Regions from separate parts of the Mus musculus genome. Here regions 1, 2, 4 and 5 are each linked to region 3. The links are chromatin contacts, called in public ChIA-PET, HiChIP or PLAC-seq and promoter capture Hi-C maps. All regions are on one chromosome and are shown on one strand. The core of a region is the stretch at or near the end of the contact, and the rest is flanking DNA. Distances in the headings are between cores, read along the strand shown.

The links. ChIA-PET counts read pairs in DNA pulled down with a chosen protein or histone mark. HiChIP or PLAC-seq counts read pairs in DNA pulled down with a chosen protein or histone mark. Capture Hi-C pulls out chosen DNA fragments and counts their contacts.
Region 1: a promoter capture Hi-C map of adipose tissue shows a contact between it and region 3. The contact joins the promoter of Tex261 here to the promoter of Stambp in region 3. A contact is called at or near these places in 1 of 39 promoter capture datasets (erythroid cells), 7 of 484 Hi-C or Micro-C datasets (B cells, CD4 T cells, the N1E-115 cell line and 2 more), 3 of 115 datasets of contacts at active chromatin or transcription factors (embryonic stem cells, extraembryonic endoderm stem cells and memory CD8 T cells) and 3 of 9 other capture datasets (adipose tissue, embryonic stem cells and pancreatic islet).
Region 2: an RNA polymerase II ChIA-PET map of memory CD8 T cells shows a contact between it and region 3, with 19 read pairs. The contact joins the promoter of Nagk here to the promoter of Stambp in region 3. A contact is called at or near these places in 3 of 39 promoter capture datasets (erythroid cells, hippocampal neurons and liver), 4 of 484 Hi-C or Micro-C datasets (CD4 T cells, the N1E-115 cell line, nephron progenitors and 1 more), 1 of 115 datasets of contacts at active chromatin or transcription factors (memory CD8 T cells) and 2 of 9 other capture datasets (adipose tissue and pancreatic islet).
Region 4: a contact with region 3 is called in an RNA polymerase II ChIA-PET map of memory CD8 T cells, with 277 read pairs. The contact joins the promoter of Mob1a here to the promoter of Stambp in region 3. A contact is called at or near these places in 12 of 39 promoter capture datasets (the C10 cell line, the HPC-7 cell line, cranial neural crest and 8 more), 2 of 484 Hi-C or Micro-C datasets (B cells and bone marrow-derived macrophages), 26 of 115 datasets of contacts at active chromatin or transcription factors (the 230-238 cell line, T-cell acute lymphoblastic leukemia, astrocytes and 18 more) and 4 of 9 other capture datasets (adipose tissue, liver, macrophages and 1 more).
Region 5: an H3K27ac HiChIP or PLAC-seq map of the HPC-7 cell line shows a contact between it and region 3, with 8 times the contacts expected there. The contact joins the enhancer-like site here to the promoter of Stambp in region 3. A contact is called at or near these places in 3 of 39 promoter capture datasets (embryonic stem cells, liver and stem cell-derived epiblast-like cells), 3 of 484 Hi-C or Micro-C datasets (CD4 T cells, bone marrow-derived macrophages and gonadal supporting cells), 7 of 115 datasets of contacts at active chromatin or transcription factors (the HPC-7 cell line, bone marrow-derived macrophages, embryonic forebrain and 4 more) and 2 of 9 other capture datasets (adipose tissue and liver).

The regions. Positions count from the first base shown.
Region 1 is chr6:83,774,409-83,777,108 of GRCm38.p6, forward strand. It overlaps Tex261 (testis expressed gene 261), which reads right to left and starts at 1,404. Exons shown (of 6, transcript NM_009357.2): 1 at 1,246-1,404; 2 at 610-689. The coding sequence starts at 1,315. Gm52907 (predicted gene, 52907) reads left to right here and starts at 1,527. Exons shown (of 2, transcript NR_168047.1): 1 at 1,527-1,818.
Region 2 is chr6:83,793,695-83,796,394 of GRCm38.p6, forward strand. It overlaps Nagk (N-acetylglucosamine kinase), which reads left to right and starts at 1,363. Exons shown (of 10, transcript NM_019542.2): 1 at 1,363-1,588. The coding sequence starts at 1,560. It also overlaps the pseudogene LOC665004.
Region 3 is chr6:83,571,166-83,573,865 of GRCm38.p6, forward strand. Stambp (STAM binding protein) reads right to left here and starts at 1,339. Exons shown (of 10, transcript NM_024239.2): 1 at 1,246-1,339. All of the region lies in intron 1 of Gm21284 (predicted gene, 21284), which reads left to right.
Region 4 is chr6:83,324,598-83,327,297 of GRCm38.p6, forward strand. It overlaps Mob1a (MOB kinase activator 1A), which reads left to right and starts at 1,442. Exons shown (of 6, transcript NM_145571.2): 1 at 1,442-1,670. The coding sequence starts at 1,657. It also overlaps a transcript of Mthfd2 not described here.
Region 5 is chr6:83,380,506-83,383,205 of GRCm38.p6, forward strand. The region is part of intron 5 of Tet3 (tet methylcytosine dioxygenase 3); the gene reads right to left. Among named protein-coding and RNA genes, the nearest start is that of Mir6374, 19 kb to the right of the region's middle. Within about 2 kb of position 1,401, at least 114 of the 459 cell types and tissues checked have an H3K27ac peak or open chromatin away from gene starts, as enhancers often do. A contact at or near this core is called in the HPC-7 cell line, adipose tissue, bone marrow-derived macrophages and 1 more, where this site is marked.

The DNA of each region.
Region 1 (2,700 bases), core at 154-2,653, 200 kb after region 3:
AGGCTACGTTGAGAGTGAAAGTAGCTGCAGACTTTAGGCGACTGAAAGGTGAACTTTTCTGTCCAAAGGTATCCTCCCCCCCCCCCCCCCCCGCACCTCAGTCTTCCTCACAGCCTCTCTAACAGGGACAGGGACCAAGTCTTCAGGAAAAGAAACCTCCATGAGGGAAGAGAAAGGGCTGGACATTCTCCCTTAGGACAAATGACACTGAGTGGAGAGAGGGCAATAGCTAACTAAGCGTTACAAACTGTCCTTATTGTCCCTATAAGTTCTAAGCCTGGGCTGGGATTGGGGACCTGGTGTTAGAGACCGTGGACACTGTGAGACAGACACAGGAAAGCGAAGCCATGAATACCTATCAATGAAATATCTGCACTGTCACCTTAAGGAATGGCAGTAGGTTGTGAAACTATGCCACCTGAGGCTGGAGGGCCAGGGGTGATCTGGACCCAGGAGTGCAGACTGCAGGGCAGGGAAGCAAGTGGGACACCCTCAGATCCTGGGTTCTCAGCACCAAAACAGCCCCAGCTCAAACAGTCCCCACTTCCTGTTTCTGATGTAGGGCAAACAAGCCCTGGGTGACTACTCCAGGGAAAAGCGGCCACTTACCCAGATCATGTATTTGATGATTCGGCTGGTGGCCACCGTGTACTCTTCTATCAGCTCTGCAAGGTAGTACAGTCCAGCCGCTGGGTAGGAGAAGGGGGTCCCAGAGGGAGGGGGACAAACAGGAAGAGATCAGCCAGGGACACTCCCACCAGCCTGCTCATCCTGTAGTCCCCCACCAACCCTCCTCAGACTCCAGGAAGTCGGGAACAAGCCAAAGCACCCCTGGGATGTCCTTCTCATCTGCACAAGTAGATAGAACTTTGCCAAGACAACTGTAGAAATATTGGATTTGACCGCACAGCATAAAGTTAACCTCTGTTCCGGGAACCTTAAACTTCACTCGTCAATCAACACCTGCAGAACACTTAGTTTACAGGCCGGGTGCTGTACACTAGCACACAGCCGGGTGAGACAGACAGGGGCCTTCCCCCTGTCCCAGCTGGAGGGGACAGGCTGAGTAGGGAGCTCAGGGCTCCAAGAGCAAGGATGCGTCTCGGGAACCAAGCATCCCCACCGGAAGGTTCCGCAGAGGTCCAGTAGGACCAGCTCGGGGTCGTCAGCGCCCAGCTGCAAAGAGCAGCAGCGGTTGGCGGCTCGGGGCATCGGGGCGCGCGCGGCCCGGGTCAGCGCTCTCACCGACGGCCAGAGTGATGAATGCCACCTGGATGAACAGCGACAGCCAGCTCAGCACGTACATGAACCACATGGCGCCCCCCGGGCCGCCGGGACGGGCCTGCGCGGTCCGGCTCCCGCGACACTGAGCGGCCGCCGCCGTGCTGTCCCCGCCCAGAGGACGCCGAGAGGAGCAGGGCGGAGCGCCGCGGCCCCTGCGCCCCCGCCAAGCCCGCGAGCGCCGCTAACCGGCTCGGAGGATCGAAATCGCGCTGCACCCGGTACGGAGCGCCTACACAGAGCCCAGATTGATTGGAACCAATCCTGGCTCAAGCCTGCTCCGCACAGCCTTGGATCCTAATTTTCTGGGAGAGGAAGATTCCCTTCTCTCAGGTCACACACTAGGAAGCCGCATAATCTGGAATCCCAGGTGCCTTTAAATGGTCACCTTCAGCCTTAACTCTCCCTCTAGGCTGAGGTCTTTTGCAATGCAGGTCTTCACTTTTGCGTGGGGACTAAAGCAACAGCTAAGCACTGACTGTACTTGCGACACCGCAGGTAATCATCTGAGAGAGCACCACCTAGTGGCTGACACAGGTAAGCTCAGAGTGCCAACAAGCCTCTTATCTCAAACAAACTTTTTGTTTGTTATTTTCAGAAAGGGAGGGTCTCATAGCTCAGGCTGGCCTTTGAACTGTCAACTCTCCCATCTCCAGCTCTCAATTGGTAGGGTTTCAGATGTGTGGAGTCTCCGTACTAGGGCAAAATATAACTTTGGTTTTGGTTTTGTCTGTTTTGATTAAGGGTCTCTATGTAGTCCTGCAACCTGCTATGTAAATCAGGCTAACCTTGAACTCACAGAGACCAGCCTGCCTCTGCTTTATCCCAAATCCTGGGATTAAAGGTGTAGAAACATCATGCAAAGATCTTTTCTTTTTTTGAAACAGCCTTATGTGCCTCCAGGCTGGCCTTGGTGACACTAAGTAGTTTTGAGTGCTGGAATGGTAGATATTATATGTTAAGGACTAGGTACAATATTAAGGCCTAGGTAACTGTCACCTGGCCAGCCTGCCATTATAAGGAAACTTGCTCATGTTTCTACTGTTACTAGGAAACTTTCTAATGCCAGGATTGGTTATGTATTCTGTTTTGTTCTGTGCCCTGGGAAACCAATCTAAATAGAAATGCTTTGCATGGTTACTCACAGCAAGTTTGGGTCTGAAGTGACCATCCAACAATACTTTCTGCACCTGACTATAAGCTTTTATGGGATTTGCTGTTATAAGCTGCCCCTGGGATGAACCCCAACATAAGAGATATAAGAAACTATTTAAAATAAGACCCCCCCTCCATTTTGAGTAGGGGTCAAGTAAAGTTTAAGTTCCCAAGACTTCCCTGGGAACTGACTTCCTAATTGGCAGAGAGAGACAGGTATGTGGGCAGCTGACATCCTGGTTAACAAGTTAAGATATGAATTTT
Region 2 (2,700 bases), core at 113-2,612, 220 kb after region 3:
GCATTTAGGGGGTGGAGACAGAAAGACTGGGATTCAAGGACAGCCTCAGACACCTCAGGAGTGTAGGGCCAGTCCTGGTGACTTGCAATCTCATTACAAAAAGATTCAAACAACAGAACAAAAGCACATCAGCGCTGTCACAAATGGATCCCAAGACTCATTACACCAGTGCTAAAGGGAACTTTTCCATCAGAATTCACCCACAACATCACACTCTTGCCAAAACTTCCATTCAATCAGAATCCTATGGAATTATCTTTGATTCTAAAGATGTTGTTGGAGGAAGCATTTTCCAGCTCTGAAGTACTGTGAATGGTAATGTCTCACTTCCCTCTAGTTTCTCTATCAGGCAATAATGTTATTTCTATTCTTGAATTATTTGGTGCTTTACTGAGTCACATAGGTAAGAAAGGAGGTAAAGAATTCATTCACTCTGGAACCTTAGAAAGCAAGCCTACACCAAAACATCCTAGCACTTGGGAGGTGGGGCAGGAGAATCAGGAGTTTAAGGTCATCCTCAGCCAGAGTCTGAGGTGAGTTTGGGATATATGAGGCTCTGTGTGCCCACCTTCCCAACTGTTTACATCAAAACACAACCGGACCCAATTATCTGACAGGGAAAGAGGATCCCAGTTCAAGATTTCTCCACAGGAGGCAGGCTCAGAGGTCCGAGGTTGGACAGAGACATGCTAGCCCCAAGGAGACTCCATCTGAAGTCTCAAAGAAATGTCAAGAGCAGCAGACAGTCCTCCTGGCTATTGAAGCTGCCTCTTAAGTAGGGCTGGAACAACCTGGAGCCTGAGGAAACACGCAGGAGTCACTCTTCTACAGGACCTAACGGTATCTTCCTCTCTTCCTCCAGTTCCACTGCACAGTTTAGAGTTGAGCAGGTGGTGGCCAGAAGGTGAAATATGGTCTGTGAGTGCCAGTTTTTAGCATGCTGAGCCAGCATTGCATTCCATGCCAGTCTGGGTTATACAGACGAGATACAGTCCAGAAAGAACAGAGTTGGACTCAGATCACTTGTAGAGCGCTAGCCTGACACACATGAAACCCTGGGCTCTATCCTCACCGCCGCACAAACCTCAGCTGACAGCAGCCTGGGGCCTCACTGAGACCTGCTCAGCGTACTCAGCACAAGGTAGAGTGTGCGCTCATGAGCCAGGGTGGGGTGGTCTGGACGTTGGCTCCCGCCCTGGTCCTCAGACACATCCGCCAGACTCTGAGCTTGCCTCCAAAAGCGTCTGCGCGTGCGCACCCCACAGTTAGCGCGCGTCTGCCAGCTACTTCCGGCTGGCCCTTGGCAGCCCTCACACACCCTCCCAGGAGCCTCAGCTGGGGTGCCGCCTCCTCGCGAAGCAGTCACTTGAACGGCGGGCTAGAAAAAACCGGAGGGGAAAGCTGCGGGAGGCGACAGCAGGGGCGAGAGAGGACGTAGCATCCACACCCTACGCAAGCGCGTCGTAGTCACATGACAAGGGGCGGTGCCCGTGTGGGCGGGAGCGAAGTCACGGCTAGGGTCGAGGTTGCTACGGCGGACCAGCGGTGGCAACGGTAGTATGGCCGCGCTTTATGGTGGCGTGGAAGGGTGAGCGCTGGATCGGCCGAAGGCTGTCCGTCCGGGAGCGGCGGGTCAGGGGGCGGCGGCCCACACCATGCCCGGTGCCTTTGTGCTCCACGGTGCGACCACGCCCCTCCCGGCCATCACCTTTCTGCCACAGGGCTCTTGTGTCAACCTGGAGAGTTGTGCAGAGCTGGGGGGTCAGGTGGGAAGTTGCCGGTCGCGGGTGGACGTGGGAAAGAGGCAGAAGCTGAGACTGAGATTCATGCACAAGGGAACCCGGGAGTTAAGCAGCTGTCACCAGAGCACTGTCTTATCTTGGTGCTCCGGACCCTCCACTGCTGTCGGCCCCGAACGCCCTTGGTTCCTATATTCTCCTGCTTAGAAGCTGGTCTGCTTGACTTTGGGAAGTAGCTCTACTAAGCATGGCTTTGGGTGAGACGTAAGGCAAGGACAAGAGTGAGCAAGATGGTGGTTTATCCGGTCCCCTGCGCGTGACAAGCATTTTGTGGAACTGGGTGTGTCAAATCAGGACCTGATAGGAAGATTTGGTATCCTAGCTGCTTGCTGCTGATTTACCCGGAAGTCTCTTCCCGTGAATTGCGAAAGCGGATGACCCCTGGCTTTATTTATGATACCTTACAAGGAAAAACCCTCAGCACAGCGTAGGAGTTTGCACTTAGCCTTGTTATATTCATATGGAAGGTAGAACTTATTTTTCCCAGTTTGTCAAGAAATTAATTTGGATTTTTAATCTACTGTCTCATGCATTAATATCCCTTCGGATGTACTCTTGATGTACTACTCTTTGAGTTGGATCGAGTCTTTATTGTCTATTACAAGAAGTATTGGTCAGAGCCGGGCGGTGGTGGCGCACGCCTTTAATCCCAGCACTTGGGAGGCAGAGGCAGGCAGATTTCTGAGTTCGAGGACAGCCTGGTCTACACAGTGAGTTCCAGGACAGCCAGGGCTACACAGAAAAACCCTGTCTTGAAAAACAAAAAAACAAAACAAAACAAAACAACAACAACAAAAAGTATTGGTCAGTAGGACATCCTCCTACACGTATCACCCTTCTTCTAAAGTACCACTTACCCCAGGGATTTAACTCAGGAGGGCTTAGTTGCTGAAGGCAGTAT
Region 3 (2,700 bases), core at 89-2,588:
CAATCCCTGGCAGAGTGTGTTCAGTGAATCCTCATGAACACGGCCTGGATAATTCATGTCGACCATTTCATTCCACCAGAGATGAAATGGTATTTACCGGGATACGCTTCCTCAGTTTTGAACACAAGGTTAATGCGGGGCTCCTTTCTAGGGTGAATATTCCTGACGCTGCTCACTAAACCACCCTTCACTTCAGCCCATCCCATTCACCACTTTCAGGGCCAGGTAGTTCATGCTTGGAAGCATCAATCCGTGCTTGTCCCCACAAGCCAAGCAGGGTGTAAACGGCAAAGTGACAGCACCTAGGTTGGGGTGGAACACTCTAGGAGTTCCTACTCATTGGTACCCAAACTGTAGGAATTTACATTCTTTCTAGATGTTGCTTCTGGGCTCCCTGGCACCATCGTTGCACATAATCCTGAGTGGAACGGGGTTGTCGGTGTGCACTGGATAACAGCACACCCTAGCCAGCCTGTTCTAGAATACACTCATCTTGGGTCTGAGCAGTCTTGTTTTTCCCATCTTATTCCTCGGTCAGGATTCCCATCTGCCCGGGGAGACGCAGATTACAGTGTTGTGCATTCAGCTATATCTCAGTTCTACTCACCTGTCCTCAGAGGTTGTTTTCTCTAGGCCAGTTCTGCTTTAGCTTGCCCTAACTTTGCGGTGGCATTTTGTCCACGAAGTTTCCCCACTAAACTCCCTTTTCTAGCAAAAGCCGAGGGCTGCTAGGAGTGTGGGGACATTGCGAGTGTAAAACACATCCTCTTGAGAGTGTAAATCTGCCCACGTCCCTAACCGCCGAACTGGGCACAGCCCAGAAGAGCTCATTGGAATGGGATGCTGGCCATCTGGGCACCTCTCGAGAGAGGCACTTGTGGGTAAAGAAAGGACCATCCTCCAGAAGCCATCGAGTGGCTCGGGACAACATGGGGTTCAGCAACCCTGCAGAGCGTGTGTATCGGGAGAGGGATCCAGCAGTAACTGCTGGCAGCGCCCATCTAGAAGGCACTCAGTCAGGTTTCTCCAAAAATGCAAGGCACTCAGTCAGGTTTCTCGAAAATGCAAGGAGTGTTGAGACCAGGCCTGGCTGGTCTGAAGCCAGCCCTGAAGACAGGGCCATCCCAGAGCTCGCGCGCGGCCGGCCTGGGCCAGGGACACGGACCCCACACTCACGGCCTCTCCCCGCGGGGTCCCACCGCGCCAGGATCCCCAGTCCCGCTGCATTCCCGGGACCCTTCCCACCTTTCGTGAAGGATGACAGTCAGAGCTTCCGGAAACGTCACCTCCGATGACACGCCCACTCTCGCCACTCCTTCAATTACGCTCCACGGATTTAGGACCTGGTGTGGAGAACTGGTGGGTGGGGCTGGAATCTTCCACCAATGAGAGGGAGCGCTGCAGCGCTCCTTTTGGTAAAGAAAACGAACCAGGAAGGAAAGGGAACCTAGTGAAAGAGGGGACTGCAGCAGAAACCAGTATGCTTTTCCCCCCATTAATTTATCTTTTTATTCACTTCACATCCCTACCGTTGCACTCCCCGCTCTCCCCGCCCCCCCCCCCCGCGACGCACAATCCCTCCCTTCCTCCCTCTGGATATCCCACTCCCCCTGACTGTTGCACATCAAGTCTTTGCAACGCTAGGCTCATCCTCTCCCCTCTCCCGCTGAGGCCGGAGAAGGCAGCCCAGTTATGCGAACGGGACCCACAGACAGGGAACAGCTTTAGAGACAGCCCCCACTCCAGTTGTTGGGGGACCCACATGAAGACCAAGCTGCACATTTGCTACATATGTGTGGGGGGCCTAAATCCAGCCTGCTTATGCTCTTTAGTTGGTGGTTCAGTCTCTGAGAGCCTCCAAGGGTCCCATTCTGAAGCAGGAGTTTCCTGCCAATGGCTCCTCCATCGGAATAATAGCGAATTAATATTTCAAGGGGGATCGCTATCTAGCTTGTCATTCACAGCAGAGCTGACATCGCCGGTTCAAACAAAGCATCATGGACTACCTATCTACATAGCCACCCTCTGCCAGTCGGTCCTGTTTTTGTTTTTTAAACTTACATTAATTTTTATCGTGTGTGTGTGTGTGTGTGTGTGTGTGTGTGTGTGTGTTTGCACGGTGTACTGGCTAGTTTTGTGTCAACTTGACACAGCTGGAGTTATCACAGAGAAAGGAGCTTCAGTTGAGGAAATGCCTCCATGAGATGCAATTGTAAGGCATTTTCTCAATTAGTGATCAAGGGGGAAAGGCCCCTTGTGGGTGGGACCATCTCAGGGCTGGTAGTCTTGGTTCTATAAGAAAGCAGGCTGAGCAAGCCAGGTGAGGCAAGCCAGTAAAGAACATCCCTCCATGGCCTCTGCATCAGCTCCTGCTCCCTGACCTGCTTGAGTTCCAGTCCTGACTTCCTTTGGTCATGAACAGCAGGATGGAAGTGTAAGCCGAATAAACCCTTTCCTCCCCAACTTGCTTCTTGGTCATGATGTTTGTGCAGGAATAGAAACCCTGACTAAGACACACGGTGAGGATGTGTGCAAGTGAGCATGGAACGGTAATTGTCAGAGGGACACCTTGTGGGACAGTTTCTTTATTACCCTATGGTTAAGTTCTGGGAACTGAACTAAGGTTAGCAGCCCTGGCAGCAGGCGCCTCTTACCCTCTGACCCTTCTCCCTAGCCCGTGTTGGTTCTGCTTTAACTCTC
Region 4 (2,700 bases), core at 192-2,691, 250 kb before region 3:
AGGTATTAAGTGCTCTTAATCAAGCCTCTCACATCATATTTTTATAGTTATATACATATATATATATATGTGTGTGTATACATATAATGTCATATATGTATACACACATATACATATATATATATATATACATACACACACATACATACACACACACATATAATTTTTGAGAGTCTTTCTATGTAGTCATGGCTGTCCTAGAACATGCTATGCAGACCAAGCTGGCCATGAACTCACAAAGACCCATCTGCCTCTACCTCCCAGTGCTGGGATTAAAGAAGCTGTGTATCATCATGCTTGTCCTGACTTGATATAAACATAAGGACACAGACTCAAACCTTAATAATATGTTATTTAAAAATATACTTATGAAAAAAATAAACAAATAAAAGGACAAGAGGCAGAGGCAGGAAGATATCTGTTAGTTCGAGGCCAGCCTGATCTACAAAACAAGTTCCAGGACAGCAGGACTACATAGAGACCCTGTCTCAAAAAACCAGGAAAACAAACAAACAAAAAAAACCAACAAAAAACAAAACCAAAAACAAACAAACAAAAGATTCAAAAAATATATCAAGGCACATACTCTAAATCACATACAAATTTACAGAAGTTAGTGAAAAAAAGGAAAGAAAGAAAAGAAAAAGCTTACTGAATAATCCTGATAACCTAGGCTGCCCCCCCCCCCATCAAGGTAGAAAAGGAGAACCAGCTACTACTACATACCACACTAATAAATACAAATGTATAAAAGGTGGTTTAAAAAGTTAATAGAAGGAGGCAGGTGGTAGCTCAAGCCTGTAATTCCCGCACCTGGGAAGCAGACGCAGGACGGTCAGGAGGTCAGGGTCATCCTTGGCGACATAGTAAACTTTAAACCAGCCTGGGCAGCCTGGAACACCTGAGATCCTGTCTCAACCAAGGAACAACACGCAAACAAACAGGAACCCAAAAGTTGATAAAATAAAATTGATGACATTAATGTGACAGGTGGCATTCAAATGGTTTTAAACCACCGGCAAAATACTGGATCTTTGCCACTGCGCATCTGCAGTTTCATTTATTTCCACAGGTTTTTTTTCTCCCCCCTCTTTTCTTCATTCTACCATAGTGTCACCTGGTGTCAACATATCCTCCCACACGGAACATGCACATGGACATTCATAGCAGCGTTACAGTGTGTGTGTAGAAACCTCCCAGGTGTCCATCAACAGGCGAGGTGGCCAGAATAGCATTCCTTTAGGAGAAGACATCAAGTTTTTCTAAATAGCGAAACAGTCACCAAGTAGCGCTGGCAGACGTCCCTCGGCCACGGAACAGTTGACAGCGGCGCCTAGTTGGCCCCATTTCCCTCCCGTGCCCACAGAATACTGATTGGCTGAGCTCAGGAAGGGGCAGGGTGAAGCTCAGCGGGACGGGAAGAAGCCCGGTCTCGCGAGATCCTCTTGGTTCCGCATTTTGGCTCGCGGAGCTGTGGGAGGCAGCGCGGAGGAGCCCGCGGTCGGTGCTTGGTCGCGGCGGCTGGAACTCGGTACCAAACCCGGGCCGTGAAGCTTCGGCAGCCCTGTAGAGCCGCGGACCGTCCTCTGCCTCCCGGTGCCCGCGGCGGCGCCGAGTCTGACGGGGCGGGGGCCACGGCCCCTCGGGCTAGCGAGGATGAGCTTCCTCTTGTGAGTGGGCCGGGCCGGGCCGGGGCGGGGCGGGTGTCGGTCGGCAGGGCCGGGCCGAGGGGCCAAGCGGAGGGCGGAGCCCGACCTAGGGCTGCTCCGGGCCTGCCGCCCCGGGATCGGCTAGCGCAGGAAAATGTGCAGTGCCTCGGTGACCAGACCAGGCTGAGAAAGAAAGGCGCAGGTTCTCAGTGGCTTCCCACAGGTTTGCATTTGGGAAGAGGGCATTGCTCCTTCCAATGTGACTTTTCTCTTAGCCCAGGCGGGGCTTGAACCTGGACTCCTCCTGCCTCTGCTTTCCCAAGGAGCCAGGATACAGCCTCGGCCACTAGGACAGGCCTCCTTTAAATGTGGGGGTTTTGTTTTGAGAAATGGTCTTGCTATGTAGCCCAGGCTGGCCTCGAGCCCTCTTAGATGTTGGGATTAAAGGTGGGTGCTTTCATCTCGGCCCACATGTGAATTTTTTTTAAGGTTTTTATTTTTTTTGAGAACTTAATAGATGCGTATTTTCATTTCTAACTCCTCCAGTGCCCTCTCATCTCCCATTCAAATTCATGTTCTCTTATCTATATTCTATATTACGTCTATACAACATACATACGTAATGGATCCAGTTAGTGTCGTCTGTATGTACTTGGGTGTAGAGCTGACTATTTCATTATGAGTCTATTTGAGCTTGTCCCTGAAAAACCTGACTCTTCTTGTGGACTGTCCATAGCTCTTCAGCCAGGTGAGGTAAATGGAAGTTTTTATTTATAACTTAAACCGATGGACAGTTTTTCCCACTCTTTGGCTATTCTGAATAACGCTGCTGTGAGCAGCTGGTTATAGGTTTTTGGGTATGTGTGTGTGATGGTATCTCCTGGGTCTTAGTGAGGTTTTTGCATGTTAGCCTTTGAGGCACTGCCAAGCCTTCTAAAGCCTGCACTGCATTTAACATCCCATTCTCATTGTATTGAGTTTTCAGAATTCTTCAGTTCACACCTGCCTGGTAATTACCACTGATAGATCTGAGGGTGAAGTGGAATTTATT
Region 5 (2,700 bases), core at 151-2,650, 190 kb before region 3:
GTACTCAACCACACCATGTTTACAGACACAGCTATGACCATGAACGTGTATTATACAGCAACACGGGACAAGGCTGGTTCCAATACAGCCTGATGGACAGAGAGCCACTCTCTAGCTACACCATTGCGGCCAAGTTACTGAGTCTATGTGGGCCTCAGGCTTCCTAGATGTAAACTGGACACAGGGCTAGCTCTACCTCCCAGGCCTGATAGTGTACATGTATTACTCAAGGCATGCCAAGCATGAGGGAGGAACTCAGTGAATCTCCTTAACAACATAAAAGCCATCTTCTTTTAAATAGATTTTCAATGTCTTTTGCAGACAAGGGTCACTTGCCATCTGGAATGCACTCTCCGTCTCTCTCTGTACTGACTGAGCTCCTGACAGGCTATGCACATCTTCACTCACTCTGGGCTTGACTAAGAGTGTATCCAGCTATCTCTCAGTATGGGGTACAGGCTTCTTTGAAGAGTGCCTCTGAGGATCACCCTTTAGGACCTAGGACCTTTAACAAGGCATCGATGAACTTAGCGAATGCATGTTAACATCTAAGGAGACCGGTGACAAAAGCATCTTTCTTTAAACAATTAACATGATATTCTTTAAAAAGATGGATTCGTTCCATGTATGCTGTGCTTGTGTGAGCGCACACACCTGAGCATATGGAAGCCAGAGAGCGCATCAGAGCTCTCGGAGCTGAAGCTACAGGCACTCTCGAAACTGATGGCTTGCTCTCTCTGGGTGCTGAGATCCAAACTCCGGTCCTCATGCTTGCACGGCAAGCACTATGCTAAGCCATCTCTCTAGCTCCAACATGGGCAGGCATTTTTAAAAGGTTAAGTAAAAATATCCTTGTATTCTGTAGTGGATTCAGTTTGAGTATGACATTTAAGTAGGCCATTTAGTAAGGCATAATGCTATCGAGATGTCTGCAGTTTGAAGGCACCTCATACTTTGTCTCATCTGCTCTACTGTCATGAATCACTAGACCCCAGATCAACCCAACAAGGGCCCTGGTCTTGGGTGCAGCTCAGTGGTACAAAGGCTGGCATGGTTAATCCCCTTCATTACAAAGGTTCTTGTAGACAAAAGCCAATGGCCAAGGTGCTCTTCCCCCTCTGTACTGATGGCTTTCTTTAAGGAGGTTGCTGGAGGACAGTCCCACCATGTAGCCTAGGCTGGTTTAGGAACAGTCTTCATGACCTTAGACTCCTAGGGGTGGGGATTACCCGCATGTATCCTGCCAGTACTTAGACTCCCTTCCCCAAAAGCTTCCTTGTTGCATTTCCCTGACTGAAAAGGAAACAGAGTTTCTTTTTTCAAACACTGAACTAGGCCGTCTATCTCACTCAGCTCTTAGGGGAAGTGTTTCTGACCACATTAACAGGCGAGGGCTGCCAGTCCCTTATAGGAAGTGCTTGCACACACCATTCAAAGCCTCTATAGCAGGGCTTGACATGACAGCGTAGCTTTTGTTTGGTGCCTGGACAGGTCTCAGCACAACAGGCTTTATCAGGACACAGCCCCCAAGGGCAGGCCTGGGACCTAGGTCTATCTAGGGAGCCCAGCTGGAGGCTGGCACAGGGCTGCCGCAGCACTCACAGAGAGGGACTATCATATTCCCTACAGGAGGGTGAGCTGAGGACACTGGTGCTGGCTTTCTGACCAGCTCCTTCCCCATTGCCCTGTCCTTGTGAGAAAAACTCCTCAAAGGTTGTACTGGAGACCAAGAAGAAAGGGCTACGTTGCCTACCCAGCTGGATTCTTTTTTTTTTTTTTTTTTTTTGTTCCTTTAAAACAAAAAATGTAAGACACTTGAGGGAGCTATCGTGGTGTGCGTGAAGGTCAGAGGACAACCTGTCAGGCTCTCCTTTGGCCATGAGGGTTTAAGATTACACTCAGGCTTGAGAGCAAGTGGCTTTACCCACTGAGCCATCCCACTGGCCTCCTTTCCTCTTGGAAAAGAACTTGACAATCGATTCCCGCTTTGGTTCCTTCTCCTTACATGCCTTACTTCCTGGCTTATCATGAAGAGTGTAAACTACTCTGAATCTGCGAAGACTGGCTGAAGCTTGCTTCAAGGAGGACAGCGAACAGCTTGGCCTACGTTTTGTTGTTGTTGTTGTTGTTGTTGTTTGGTTGTTTGGTTGGTTGGTTTTTCAAGACAGGGTTTCTCTGTGTAGCCCTGGCTGTCCTGGAACTCACTCTGTAGACCAGGCTGGCCTCAAACTCAGAAATCCGCCTGCCTCTGCCTCGCGAGTGCTGGGATTAAAGGCGTGCGCCACCACGCCTGGCTGGCCTATGGTTCTTAAAGGTTGGCCCCTGGATTGTTGGCAGAGTCTCACTACTTGGGAGCCAGGAGAGTAGGCAGGTTCTCAGGTCCCACCAAGACCCAGGAGGAGGCCCAGCGTCCTGACTGTGCTGTCATAAGTCCTCAGCAGCTTTGGACTCCTACTTCAAGTTGAGAAGCATTAAACCTGGATGTCACCAGCATAAGCTCAAGGGCACTATTGAGAACAGTCCACTAACGCTCATAGAGCCCTTCATCAGTGCCAGGCTGCAGAGGATCCTTTCCTTGATGGAAGCCAAGGCTCTGGGTAGTGGGCCATCTACAGACTGGAGCTGGACAACAGACTCCAATTATCTATTAGCATCAGGACCTGGATATCCAGGATGGTATGATGTCCATAAATACACTGG